Linked DNA regions of Sus scrofa: region 2 is linked to region 1. A link is a contact called in public Hi-C data. All regions are on one chromosome and are shown on one strand. Each heading gives the region's core, a stretch centred on a gene start, on an enhancer-like site or on the middle of the called end of the contact. The rest is flanking DNA. Distances are from core to core; before and after follow the strand shown.

Region 1 (6,858 bases), core at 3,870-6,369:
TCCTCAGTCCTGGTCGCATCTCCCGCACCTGGGACTGAGCCAGTCTAGGGAAGAAAGGACCCCAGGGCGCCCCCTACCAGAGGGCCGGCCCGCCCCCCGCCGCGGGCCCAGGAGGGGTGGGAGGGCAGGGCCCCCTCCCGCCCAGCCGCAGGGCCCGTCCCACTCCGCGTGTCCCCACAGGAGCTGCACGCGGCCGAGGTCCGCAGGAACAAGGAGCAGCGTGAGGAGATGTCCGGCTAAGGGGCCTTTGGGACAAGGCGGCGCCTGGATCCCGAGAGCAGACAAGAAAACATTTGGGTTTTGGTTTGGTTTTGTTCGCCTCCGTCTAGATGCAATTTTTGTTCCTGCTCCCCCCTCTCCTGCTCTCCCAGCTTCAGCTTCCGCTTCTCTTCGGGCGCTCTGAGCTGCCCATTCCTTGTGACAAGTCCTGGAGGAGCCACCAGGTGTGGCACACGGTCCCTCAGTTCAGGCCCCAGGCTGGGTCCCCTCTGGCAGCCCTCTTAGTGGATGTGGTGGCGACCTCAATAAATCCAGCGATGTTGGCAGGAACACGCGGGTCCTTCTGCTGGGTTCTTCTTTGAGCACCCTGTCCTCTGAGCCAGGTCCTGCCGACAGGCAGAGGCAACACCACCTGCATGTCCTCCCCTGGGAGAGGGCTGGGCACCATTGGAGGCGGTGGAGGACGATGGGCTGGATGGAGAAGGACCTTTGGGCGGTGTGTGGCAGCTCTCCTGTCACTGTGGTGGGTGGTGGGAGCTGCGTGTGCAGAGGTGCTTTTCTGGAATTAGTGGGCAGGAGCGTTAACATGGTGGCACTGGGGTCCTGTGAGACCACCTGGGCCGCGGAGGGCACCAGTGGCTGGCCTGGGAGCCTTCTGTCACTGCCCTTGGAGGGAGTGCTGGTGGGGTGAGATGCGACGAGGCTTAGCCTGAGTCTTTAGGGGAGTGGGCCTTCTCCAGCAGGGCCCTGTGAGCCAGCTGCCCGGTCTAGAGGGTAGTGGGCAGCGTGGACGTCCCTGCTGGCCCCTCCTCCCTTGGGCCCAGCACCTGTGCCCGTCCCCTCCTTCTCCTGGTTTGCAAATACCTTCGGAGTCTTGCCCCCTGCCCCGCCCCTTACAGCCCTCTGCTCTGGTAGAAACACACTCCCACGCTGCTCCTGGCCAGACAGGGCTTCCAGGCCCACCTCTGGACAGGCGGCCGAGTGTGAGTGGCAGCAGTCATGAGCATTTCTGCAGGAGTCATGAGTAGATACTTGGGGGCAGGGGGTTGGCTGGTGGCAGATTTAGATGTTGGGGGGCAGGGGACAAGGTTCTCAAACTACCATCCCACCTGCTCCGTCTTTGACATGCCTGGCTGGTGGCCCCCTCTGGTCCGTCTACAAGTCGGAGGCCTGGCTCTAGGCGTCTCCTGCCAAGACAATCCTTGGCTGGCTCCTCCCTCCCCCTCAGCCTGGGGGCATCTCAGGATGCCCAGTGCCAGCCCTGGAGCCCTGCCACTTGCCTGGACATGGCAGCCCCACTCACAGACAGGCACTTGGGGGCAGAGGCCCTGCTGACCATCCTCCTACTGGAAGCCTGAGGGGCTTCCCCCAGGACCCAGAACCAGTGCCTCAGAAACCAGCGTGGGGGTCTCCAGGGCCCTCGGCTTCCACTCTACAGAAACCTATGAGGACACCGCTGGTGGCTTCCCAGGGCCAAGCCAGAGAGCACGGATGGGTACCGATCCCCGGCAGCGGGCGCGGGGGGTGGGGTTTATCGGGACATACGCTCCCTCCCTGTCCAGGATACCACCTCCACCAGGACAGCCCCTGAGGAAGTGACAAGCCAGGACTGGAACCCAGCAGTGCCTAGGTGTGGTTTTGCTGGGATTCAGAAAGGGGAGCGGACAGGGAAATGAGAGTGGATGTCCTTTCGGGGGGCAGTGGGAGCCCATGCCACGCACCCGCCTCAGCCATGGGGAGCGGGTGAACTGAGAAATCAAATGAACGATGAACAGAAACCTCTGCATTTGGAGTTCCCTTCGTGGCTCAGCAGTTAATGAACCCGACGAGGATCCAGGATGATGCAGGTTCAATCCCTGGCCTCGCTCAGTGCGTTAAGAATCTGGCGTGGCGGTGAGCCGTGGTGTAGGTCGCAGATGTGGCTCGGATCCCGCATGGCTGTGGCTGTGGTGTAGGCCGGCAGCTGTAGCTCTGATTCGACCCCTAGCCTGGGACCCTCCACACGCCGCTGGGGGGGCCCTAGAAAAGACAAAAAGAAGTAATTCATTTAAAAATGATGCACCCATTACACGTTAATATTTTCAGATGAAAACCACTGACATTTTCCCAAAAAAGGGAATTACTGAGAACTGTTGAAGCACGTGACAACACCCAGCCTCACAGAGAAACACGGTTGGAAGAGGAAATCGCGTTTGAACGGCTGGGTCTTTGAACCAAAGCCGGAGGAGCAGGAGGTTCCTCAAGCCGGCGGCCGTGTGGATCGGGAACTGTACCAACAACGTTTCCATAAACCTACACAGGCTGCCTGGCTTGTCCTGAGCTTGCAGGCCCCTGCTCCCCACGCGCGGGTCTCACACGCAGACGGGAGGCCCCGGAGCCCGGGCGGCCGCCGTCGGGAACCACGGGAGCCGCAGCCCCAGTAGAAGGTGGGGCGGGCAGCCCTGGAGCAGCTGCGCACTGAGCACACATCTCTCGTGGGTTCCTTCTGTCTGTAACCAGCCAGGAGTGAAGGCGCCCTCCCCGAGGGAGGCAGGGTGAGAGACCACACCCCACCCACAGTGGGAACGAATCCTCCTCCAAGCCAGCAAGGCCCAGTGCTCTCTCTCGCTCTCGGAGGCAGGAGACAGGCGTGCAGGTTCAAACGCTAGGCCTGACGTCCCGCGGCAGAAACAGGCAGAGGCCGCGCAACGGTGGAAACTCGGACTGGGGGCTCTGGGGTGCCCAGAGACTCAGGGGCCAGCGGCCACAGCTCACCCAGCCGGGAAGCAGCAGGACTCGGCACAGGTGACAGGCGGGCCTGGCCCCCGTCTCCCGCATCCTTCTGAGCCTTCTCCCTTGGACTTTGCTGGCCTTTACTTCTGCAACGTGAGGGCAGGGAAACTCAGATAAACGACAGGCACAGTCCAGGCGCACCTGTTCTCCTATTTACCAGATGAGAAGACAGCAGCACTGACACAGGCTCAATAGCTTAACCTTTAGAAACACTTTTCTGGAGTTCCGGCCATGGCACGGCGGAAACCAATCCGACTAGGAACCATGAGGATGTAGGATCAATCCCTGGTGTTGCTCAATGGGTTGGGGATCTGGCATTGCCCCGAGCTGTGGTGTAGGTTGCAGACGCGGCTCAGATCCCACATGGCTGTGGCTGTGTGTAGGCCAGCAGCTGTAGCTCCGATTAGACCCCTAGCCTGGGAACCTCCATAGGCTGCGGGTGCCGCGCTACAAAGCAAAAAAAAAAAAAAAATAAAATAAATAAATAAGATTTTTCCATCACTGGGGTGAGTATACTCCAACGATTGAAAACCATCAAAGTACACCTCTCCCAACCGCAATGTCACGGGAACAAGGTTTGCTGGAAGACGTCCCAGTCTGGGAAACGGGCTTCAGGGGCTTCCTACTGGAGCATGAGCACAAGTGCGTGGCTTGGTGCTCAAGGAGGCATTTGTTTCCCGCCTTCTCCATCTCCTGAGTGGGAGTGCCCAGGGAGCCCGCAGCTGTTCGCCAGGCGCCCAAGTTCCTTGGCAGCCACTAAGCCAGAGCAATGACACACACGGGAGAGCTGGCTGCATGCCCACCCTGGTTTGAGCACAGACGGACCCTCTGGGTCCAGCCTGACTGCCCTGTGCAGGTGGGGAGACGGGGCACAGGGAGGTCTGGGGAGGAGCTCAAGGATGGGGCTGGCAGAGCTTCCACCAGGAGTCCCTGGGGCAGGAGCAGCATGCCTCCCTACTGCCCCTCCGGCCAGGGCAGGACCATTAACCACCCCGGGCCTCCCACCGTGTCCTTCTTTTTTTTTTTCTTTTCTTTTAGGGCCACGCCCGGCATATGGAAGTTCCCAGGCTAGAGGTTGAATCGGAGCTACAGCTGCTGGCCTGCACCACAGCCACAGCCACGCGGGATCCAAGTCATGTCCTCCACCTCACCTCACAGCAACATCAAATCCTTAACCCACTGAGGGAGGCCAGGCATCGAACCCAAGTCCTCATGGATACTAGTTGGGTTCATTTCTGCTGTTACAATGGGAACTCCCCACTGCACCTTTCAATCAAAGAGCAAGGCCCGGCTGTACCTGGGTCCCAGGACACAGGAACTCCTTGAAAGCTGAGCGATGCTAACCCCCTTACATACTGGAAAATCCAGGGTCTCCAGAGATACTCTAGCTAGTTACCTGTAATTAAAAAAGAGAGCGAGAGTTCTCAGAGCATTCCTAATGCTCTATCAGGTTCTGTGGTAACTGAAGGACTGAATTTTTTTTTCCTTTTGGTCTTTTTAGGGCCATACCCGTGGCATAAGAGGTTCCCAGCGCCAGGGGTCAAATTGGAGCTGTAGCCGCCACCATAGCCACAGCCACACAGGATCTGGGCCATGTCTGTGACCTACACAACAGCTCACTGCAACCCTGATCCTTGACCCACTGAGCGAGGCCAGGGAGGGAACCCACATCCTCATGGATGCTAGTCTGGTCTGATAATCGCTGAGCCACAACGGGAATAATCCAGGAGGACTGAATTTTCATTTCAGTTAAGGCAAATTTAAATGAGCACACTTGGCGAGTGACCACAGCACAGGTTTCCGCGGCTGGGGCGCAGTATAGGACCACGGTAGGGCAGCCCACAGACTCAGCAATGAGACTTATGATAAAAAATAAAATCTATTAATCGCAGGACTCGGACTAGACGAGTGGAAAGACGTAGAGGCGAGCGACTCCCCCTGGCAGGCCCTCCCGCCCGCCTCTGGGGAGGGCTTTACACACGCTGGGCACCAGCGCACCTGCATTTGGCTTCGGTCACTCATTGGGCATGCACGTTCCCCGCCCCCAGCCCTAAGCGAGTCTCCCTACACATTCTCGCCCCACTCGTGCTTGGACACACGGGGAAGGCTGCGCCTGGCAAGTGTGTCCACCAGCCCTGGCACGTAAGCCAGCTGGCGGGGCGGGGGCGGGGCCGGGGCCGCCGCGTTCCCCTCGGGCCCGGGCCCCGCCCCCACGCCCGCGCAGGCGCAACCGGCCCCACCAGGCCTTATTTCTTAGCACCGCACGCCTTCCCGCTGAGCGCAAAATAAGTCTCGGGACTCGCCCTTGCCCTGCGTGCGCGGCCCCGCCGCCGGCGTCACTAGGAAGCGCGCGCCCGGACCGCCGCCGCCGCCGCCGCCGCCGCCGCCGAATCCCCAACAAGGAGCACAGCCCGCGGCCGCCGCCGCCACCGCCGCCGCCGCCCGTCGCCGCCGCCCGCCCGCCGGCGCCCGCGCAGGCCCGGCCGCGGCCCAGGTAAGCGCCCGCCGCCCCCCCGCGGCGAGGCCTCTCGCTCCGCCGCGCGCCGCCGTCCAGTCAGGGGTCCCTGCGGAGCGTCAGGACGTTACGGCGGGGGGAGGGGAGCGGGGGAGGGGCGGCGGCGCGCGGCGGGCGTCACGGGCGTCACGGGCCCGCGTCAGGCGCGTCGGCGGCGGCGGCGGCGCGGCCTCCATCTTGCCGGAAGGCGGCGGGCGGCGGGAGCTGGGGAGGGCCTTGGACGGGGGCCGCGCGGAGGGCGCCGGGGCGGGGGCCGCGTGGGGGGCGGGGGCCGCGTGGGGGCCGCCTTCTCGCGGGGCTCCCCTCGCGTGGGCCCCCTCCCTTGGGGGGCCTCTTTGCGTGGGGGCCCCTTCGTGTGGGCGCTCCCCCCGCGGAGGGCCGCGCGGGTCCCCGCTTCCCGTGGGGGCCGCGCCTCCCCTGGGGGCTGCGTGGGCGGCCCGCGTGCGTGCTGACCCGTTGGTGAGAACCGTGGCTCCCCGAAGCCCTCGGCGGGAGCTCCTCCACACGCGTTCATTGCCAGCGGTGACCCGGACACAGTGGGTTAACTTTGCGTTCACCCAGTTGATTCCGCTGGAGAACCGCGATCTCTTAGACGTTTCGATTACATCAGTCTTTTTGCTGTTTTAAACAGACCGAAGTTGTACATAACTGCTGTACACAAGGTGGTCGGTCCGGATTATGTTACACCCAAGAAAGCCTTACCCCGGTCTGTGCCCTAAACCTGTCCATCCCCACCCAGAGTTTTTCTTTCTTACTGTCGTGATGAGAGCGCTTAACGAGCCGTTGTCTTGCGCAGCAGGTTAAGGATCTAGTGTTGTCACTGCAGCAGCTTGAGCGGCTCCTGTTGGATCCCTGGCCCAGGAGCTTCCGAGTTCCTGCCTCAGGTGCAGCCAAGAGAAAGAAGGCGGCGGCTTCAGTAGCCAAATGTTGAGTGTTCAGTGCTGTGCTGTCCAGCCGGGGTGCTGTTCCATCCCGAGATCTCTAGGACTGACTTTGCGTAACTGAAACTTTGTGCTCTTTGATAGGTCCTGTCTCCCCCGTCCCGGCCACCACCCTGCTCCGCCCTGTGTCTGGAGTTTGACTCTTTTGATCTAAATACCTCGTGGGAGAGGCAGGCGTCATGTAGTGTTTTGTCCTCCTGTGTCGGCTCGTTGCACTTAGTGCCACATCCTCTGTGTTCGTCCATGTGGACACAAACGGCAGAATTTCCTTTTTATTTGATTTATTTCGCTTTTTAGAGCTGCACCTGCGGCGTATGGCAGGTCCCAGGCCAGGGGTCGTACGCCACAGCCACAGCAGCACGGCGCCTGAACCCTGTTGTGACCTCACCACGGCTCACGGCAACGCTGGAT
Region 2 (6,706 bases), core at 3,952-6,451, 60 kb before region 1:
GCGCTGGGGGCTCTGGGCCCCGAACCCCCTTCTGCCTTCCGCAGCGGGGCCCGGTTGAGCCCCTCGGCAGGGTTCTCTGCTGCGAACGTCCCCCACTTTCGAACCCTTTTATAAGCAGACTTCCTTTCTTAGAAAACGCATTTGGGAACCAGACCTTTGCTACCGAGCGTCTCTGGGTTTTGTACGGGGCCCCCTCTCAGGCTGCCCGCCCGGGTCTCGGGCCACCTCTGTGCCACACTCAGGACTCCCGCTCTCTGACCGCTCGCTCCCCGCTCTGGGGCCCTTGCCGGCCTTTCTGGGGCCGTCAGGGCCCCTGGGCAGCTTCTTCCTCCAAGAGTACTTCACTGGGAAACGAGGGGCCCAGCGCCCAGCGCCCACTCCTCTGGCGAGCAGGTGACGCACGGGCTCAGTCTCAGAGACCGAGGCGGACACATCGCCTCCCAAGAGGGAAAGACGCGTGATGAAGGGTTTTTTTTTACATGATCTTTTTTTTCCAAATCACTGTTTAAACTAATAAATATTTTTTTATGAAGAGGAAAAGCGTGTAGATGACATCTCACATTTTGTACCTTTTCGTCTGTGTGCGTCTGTTCGGTGTTTGCGGTGCCAGCGCGGAAGGCGGTCCGTCGGTCCTGCGGGCGGCCGTCGGGTGGGGTGGGGGCGGGGCAGGGACCCGAGATTTTGTATCAAGCTCTGGATCCTGAGCCGGCTGTATGTTTGGACTCTGGGTTTGGGAACCGTCATGACACTGCCAGGACTCGATAGGGACCTCGACTCAAAGGACACAGCTACTGCTTCCAACTTTGCACATCTTCCTTTTTAAAAAAGAGAACTCTGAGAAAAATGCAAAAACTGGAACTTTTTGCAATATTATATGAAAGATAATCTTATTTTCGCTCATTCTGTGACATGTGCACCTCTTAAGAAAGCCATACTTAATGGTGTTTTTATTTTTTAGATTCTATGCTGTGTTTTGTACGCGGCCCTTTTTAGAGCTACTCGTCGTGAGGGCGCTGTGTGTGCTTTTCTTAAATATTTATTTTTTCAACATGCTTTCAACCTGTCAACGACAACAAAACAGACAAAAAAGGGCAGTGTTTGAAGATTGTTGAGTTTTTCTGGGGATAATCTATATTATATTGACTTTATATTGATGATGATAAACCTGTGTTTGTATTGGAGATGTGTTTAATATTCAGGGGAGTTTTCCGTCATTGGTCCGTGGGACGTCACGGCTGGCGCCCGCTTCCCTACAGCCATCGGCAGGTGAACGGCCCCTCCCCCCGAGTGGTCTGGAGATTTCTTGTCTGCCTGGGCGCACTCTGGGCCTGCCTGTGGGTCTCCTCTCTGTGACGGGCTTAGTTAGACTCTTGCAAAACGATCATTTTCAATAAACTGGGAAATCGCTGCTTGAGCAGATGCCTCGTGTGTGTTTCAGACGGCCCCTGCCCCCAGCCCTGTCCTGGGTAGAGGTAGCCAGAGGGACCACCCCCTCCGCCCTCTGCCGGCCTCCGGTCTGCCCCCCCAGGACCCCCGCCTAGGGTGGGGTCCCTCCCAGAAGACAGACATGGCTTTTGGAAAAACCCCAAATCTTTAATTTTACTCCTCGCCTGGTTCAGCCCAGACGTGAGACACCTGAGCTTCGCAAACGCGGTACGAATGCCACCCCGGCCTCAAATGTCAGGCGGGGGTGCCCCTCCCTGACGCCCCTCAAAGTGCATCGAGGACAACCCCTTGTGGCCCCAAAGCGGGGCCCATCACACCCCTGACAAGTCCGGGGCCAACAGGCGGGGGCGGCCACCCCTGGGGACCCCAGGCCAAGGGGACAGCAGTGAGGTTTGGCTTTAGTGCAAAAGGCTGGTTTCTTCAGAGGCACTTTGAGTGGTGGGGACCCCCATCCAAGAGAAGAGTCTGCAAGTGGGCGAGGCCCCGGGCAGGCGGCGGGCTCAGTCCAGGAAGCGCCGGCAGGCCTTCTTCCAGCGGCAGGCCCTGCACCAGAGGTCCCGGCGCTCCATGCCATACACCTTCCGGCACTTCTTGGCATCCCCTCGGGGCTTCCTGGGGTGGGGGTGGGGGGACACGGGGGCACGGGGTGCTATCAGGCTGGGACCCTCCCTGCCCGGTCCCGGCCCGGCCCCTCTATACACACGCACCTCGGGGTGGGACCAAGCTTGGCGGGCAGGGCTGGCGCGCAGGCCCTGACTGTGGTCGGCCGTGGCTCCAGGTGGGCGGGTGCCAGGCAGCCCTGAGAGGAGACACAGCTGTGGCCTCATGCCCCTCTGGGGTGCCCCGAGACCTGGCCCTGGCCGCCATGTCCGGGGGCCTCACCCACCTGGTAGGCGTGGTCACTGTGGCACACCTGGGGGGGCGCCGAGGCGCTGAGCACCGGGGGTGGGGGCAGGGCCAGCGGGCGCAGCAGGCGGGGCAGGGCGGGGGGCTCCGGCAGCGCCAGGCAGGGGAAGGCGGGTGGCACACAGGTGCTGGGTGACACCGGGCTCAGGCTGGACAGCCCCGCGGTCAGCGAGTCCACACCCACGTCCAGCTCCGTGTAGTAGAAGTCCTCCTCGCCATCGCTCTGCTCCGGCTCGGCCTGCCGCCTGCTGGGGACACCCCGGGGAGGGAGGCAGGCGGGAGCTGAAGCAGAGGCCCGTCTGGCGCCCCTGGCCCCCGCCCGCAGCCCCCAGCCCGCGCTGGCCCTGCCGCACCCCAGGTGCACCAGGCGGATGTGTCTCTGCATCCCGGAGGCCGTGCTCAGCACCTTCCCGCAGCGCTTCCACAGACACTGGAACAGGACCTGCAGCGAGCTCTGGGCGACAAGGGCCGGGGTCAGGCTCCACCCCTGTGTCCTCCGGGCCCGAGGGCTGCTCCCCGCTCACCTTCCTCTTCCTCAGAGCAGGCTCCCCAAACAGGAAGTGGGCTGCCTCAGGGGGCAGTGGGGGCGATGGGGTGGATGGAGAGGACTGGTCGCTGGCCAGGTCCCAGCCCCAGTCCCCGCCGCCGCTGCTGCTGCTGCTGCTGCTGCTGCCCAGCGGCCGCGCCAGCGCCTCCTTCCAGGGCTCCAGGCCGGGCTCTGCGGACACAGACCAGCTCCAGCATCAGCACTTTCGGGGGGCCCGGCCACGTGGCGGAATTCGCCGGCTGCGAGTCCCCTAATGCGGAGCCTCCACCTGTTCACCTGTCCACAGGTGAGCTTCATGGGCAGAGAAGCTCTTGGAGGAGGCAGAGGCCAGGAGGAGCTGGCAGAGCAGGAAAAACAGAAGAGTTCTCTGTGGGGAAACACCTGGCCGGCCGGGGGAGGCGGACAGGTCACGGACAGCTGCAGGCCTGGGACACGCACCTCTGGCCTCGGTGGGGGCCACAGGGTCCTGAGGTCCTCTTTGAGGCCTCAAGAGATGCATTGAGAAGATGGCACTCCAGGGGAGGGGGCTCTGCTTGCCCCGCAGGGGCTTGGCAGCTTGTGGGATCCTGCAGGGATAGTGGTCCTGGCCCCTCCGCCACCCCCACCCAAGCCAGGCCTCTAAGCCTCACCTGTGCTGAAGGCTACAGCCGGGGATCCTAGCAGGAGAGGGCAGGTAGACAGGCTTGTCAGGGCTGCAGCGGCCATGACCTCGTCCGGCCGGGCTTTTCCTGGGGGGGCTCTGGAGGAGATGAGGGTGGGGTGCAGCTGGGGCCCAGGAAGTACTCCAGGCCCCGCCCCTGGACCGGCACACGTGCAGGCCAGGGCACGTGTACGCACCAGGCTCCCTCACTCCGGGAGCTGGGCAGGAGGCCCAGCCCCACCCCCAGCTCGGGTTGCCGAGCCCCAAATCCCCAGGAACCACCAGGAACAGGCCCGGCCTGGGGGCTTCCCCAAACCTGGCTTCTCTGCAGGCTGGACTTTGTTCCACCGAGGCTTCTTCAGACCCTGGTGCTGGACAGGGGTCTGAGGGAGGCCCCACCCGTGGGGCCAGGCCCGGCTAGCCCCAGCCCTCCCCCCAGTCACACATTAACCAGGGTTGTGCAACAGCAGCTGTGGGCCTAGCGCCAGGCCTGGGAGGGCGGGAGCAGCCGGCAGTCAGCAGCAGCCAGGGGAGACTGGGCTCCAGGCATAAGTGGGCCCCCAGGCCCCAGCGGGCCGTGCCAGAGCCCACCCCTGCTTTCACAGCCACCGTGGGGTGTCAGGCTCCTGGGAAGGTTTCCCTGCAAGCAGGGCCGGGGAGCTGGCCATCAGAGGCTGGGGGATTGCTGGACAGTTGATTCCACACAGGCTGAGCGGATGGGTCTTCTGCACAGACTGACAGCCGCCCCCTCCCAGTTCTGCGCTCTGGCCCCCAGGGTGCGGGGGGAACAAGGGTTACTAACACAGTGTCATTTCTGCTCAACTCCTGCAGGGCGGGAGAGCAGGAAGGTGGGGACGGAAACCCACTTCAGGACCCTGACCTGCCCTCCACCAGGCCGCCTGCAGGGCTAGGGTCCGGAAGGCTCCAGCCCGGGTCCCACCCACCACCTCTGCACACACAGGCGCACGTGTGCACACGCCCACCTCGGCCTGGCTCGCGGCCCCGGCTCACCTATGCGCTGGCACCGGGATGTGCGCCGACGGCGCCGGGGGCCCCGCCGTCCCCGCTCCCGCCCCCGGGGCCCCGAGGTCCGCGGCCCGCGGCTTCGGCTCCTGCGGCAGCGCGAACTCCGAGGCGGGGCCCTGCGGACGCGGCCGGCTCAGCGGGAGCAGCGGCCCGGTCCCCGCCCCCGCCCCCACCCCGACCCGCTGGTGCCCGCCCCCAAACCGGCGGCGGCCGGTGCGGCCCCGCCCCCGGCCCCGCCCCCGGCCGCCGCGGCGGGAAGCGCTCCGGGCGCCGGCCCAGCCGCGCCGGACCCACGGACACGCGCGGCGATGCGCCGCCCCCGCCCGCCCCGCCCCGGGGCCCAAAGTTCGTGCAGCCCGACGCCATCTTCGTAGCGGGAACTTTGTCGGTGTCCCGGCCCGGTACCTGCGGCGGCGCGGGCACCGACACGGGTGCGGCCGTAGGGTCCCGGCCGGCGGCGCGGAGCGAGGGGCGCCCGTAGCCAGGACCGGGCGCCGGGGGGCGCGTGGCCTCCATGGCCGGCCGGCCGGGCACCGAGCCTGCAGCGGCGAGGGCGGACGCTTGGGACGCGGCCCCGGGCCGGGCCGGGCCGGGCTGGCCGGGCCGCCGACCCCCGCCCTGGATCGGCCACCGCCCGCGCCGCGCCGCCCGGAGGCTGCCGGCCGGCCCCGCCCCCTCTGCGCGGCCTGAGGCCCCGCCCCCGGCCGGCCCCGCCGCGCGCCCATTGGCCCGCCCCGCGGCCCCGCCCCAGGCCCGCCCCGCCCCAGGCCCGCCGCTCCCGCGCAGGCTGCTCCCGCGCCGGCCCGGGAGGGGGCCCGTCTCCCGCTGCCCGCGCTCCCCTGTCGCCCGCGCGGGCCGCCTTCCTCTCCGGGTGCTCCTGCGCGAGCTGCCGGATCCGGGAGGGGGCCGTGCCTACTTGGCGGGCTTCCCGGGAGCAGGTTATTCTTTAACGCACGACTGCCCACCTCCCTCACCCCTTATGTAACTCCAGGGCTGGGTGGCGGAGCCCTCGCTGGCGTTCAGGGTCCAGGTCCCCCCCTAGGGCGGCCACCGTGCGGGCCAGCTCACCGCCCGAGGGCCCACTCAGCGTGGGGACTCGCCCCTCAGGACTTGCCTCCCTGCCCACTCGGTCTTCTGAGCCCGACTAGCCGGCAGCCCGAGCTGACGGGGCCCAGCCACCGGGCCGGCTCCGCGGGAGGGAGCCGTTCCCAAGCGGGTGGTGTTCACTCCTTCCAGACACGCCCCCAGCCCCCAGGCTTTCAAGAAGAGCCAGCCGAGGCTCGGCGGTGTTGCGGCTCCGGCTCCGGGAGCCGGGGGGGTTTATTGAGACGCTGCCCTGGAAAGGCTGTGGCAGCCAGGACCAGGCTGGCAGCCCTGCTCTCTGGAACCCGTGCCGGCCGCTGTGTGTGTAGGAGAAGTCGGGGGTGCACCCCGCTCTGGAGGCAGGGAGTTCATGGAGCCGGCGAGGGAGGCTCCCCCGGCAGGATTAGACAGGAAGCAGGGGGTCTCCATGCCCGGCCTATGGCCCCTCCTGCCAAGAGCTAGAGCTTGGAGGCTCCAGGGCCCCCCATCTCCTGGATGCTCTCATACACGTTTTCCAGGAAGCTCCCGTTCACACCCACGCTCTTCGGTGGGAGGGCGTCATAGGCCAGGTCACCCCCCAGAGCTAAAACTGTGCCCCCACCCTTGGGGTCTGGCTGGTCTGAGGCAGGTCCGGGGTCCCTCCTTTTAGGCTTGCTGACCTTGGAGTACAGGCTGTCCACCTGGAGAGAGGAAGCCCACCAGGGAAGGGTCAGACCAGCCACTCTGCCAGACATCCTCCCCCCACCACCACCCCCTTCACTTTACCTGATTGGCTGGGATGACCTCAGCACGCCCCTGCCCCAGGCCCTGGGGGACCTGGCCTGTCCCCTTGAGCTTCTGGATGCAGGCATACTCAGACGCCACCGGTCTGGCCTCAGGCCCCAGCCTGGCACAGCTGTGTGCCCCTACCCACACCCCAGAGCCGAATGCCAGCCTGGCTCTGGGGATCACAGCCAGCCCCACGTTGGAATAAGTGGCCTCGGGGTCGGTGAAGGGCACGGCTGCGGGCAGCTCCTGGAGTGAGAAGGCTTCTGGGGGCCTGGTCTTGCCTCTGGACA

What was found. A called contact is a pair of places that touch in the nucleus more often than the background predicts.
Region 2: a Hi-C map of liver shows a contact between it and region 1, with 5 times the contacts expected there. The contact joins the promoter of SLC2A4RG here to the promoter of GMEB2 in region 1. A contact is called at or near these places in 2 of 5 promoter capture datasets (fetal skeletal muscle and liver), 6 of 47 Hi-C or Micro-C datasets (heart right ventricle, liver, retroperitoneal adipose tissue and 1 more) and 1 of 2 datasets of contacts at active chromatin or transcription factors (alveolar macrophages).

The regions. Positions count from the first base shown.
Region 1 is chr17:62,594,141-62,600,998 of Sscrofa11.1, reverse strand. It overlaps GMEB2 (glucocorticoid modulatory element-binding protein 2), which reads left to right and starts at 5,119. Exons shown (of 10, transcript XM_021077553.1): 1 at 5,119-5,485. It overlaps STMN3 (stathmin-3), which reads left to right. Exons shown (of 5, transcript XM_021077837.1): 5 at 181-549. The coding sequence ends at 240.
Region 2 is chr17:62,654,487-62,661,192 of Sscrofa11.1, reverse strand. It overlaps SLC2A4RG (SLC2A4 regulator), which reads right to left and starts at 5,201. Exons shown (of 7, transcript XM_021077469.1): 1 at 4,971-5,201; 2 at 4,551-4,681; 3 at 3,529-3,638; 4 at 2,706-3,070; 5 at 2,360-2,597; 6 at 2,154-2,245; 7 at 1,573-2,058. The coding sequence starts at 5,081. The coding sequence ends at 1,867. It overlaps LIME1 (Lck interacting transmembrane adaptor 1), which reads right to left. Exons shown (of 5, transcript NM_001244490.1): 4 at 6,414-6,706; 5 at 5,940-6,328. The coding sequence ends at 6,107. ZBTB46 (zinc finger and BTB domain-containing protein 46) reads left to right here. Exons shown (of 5, transcript XM_021077467.1): 5 at 1-1,414.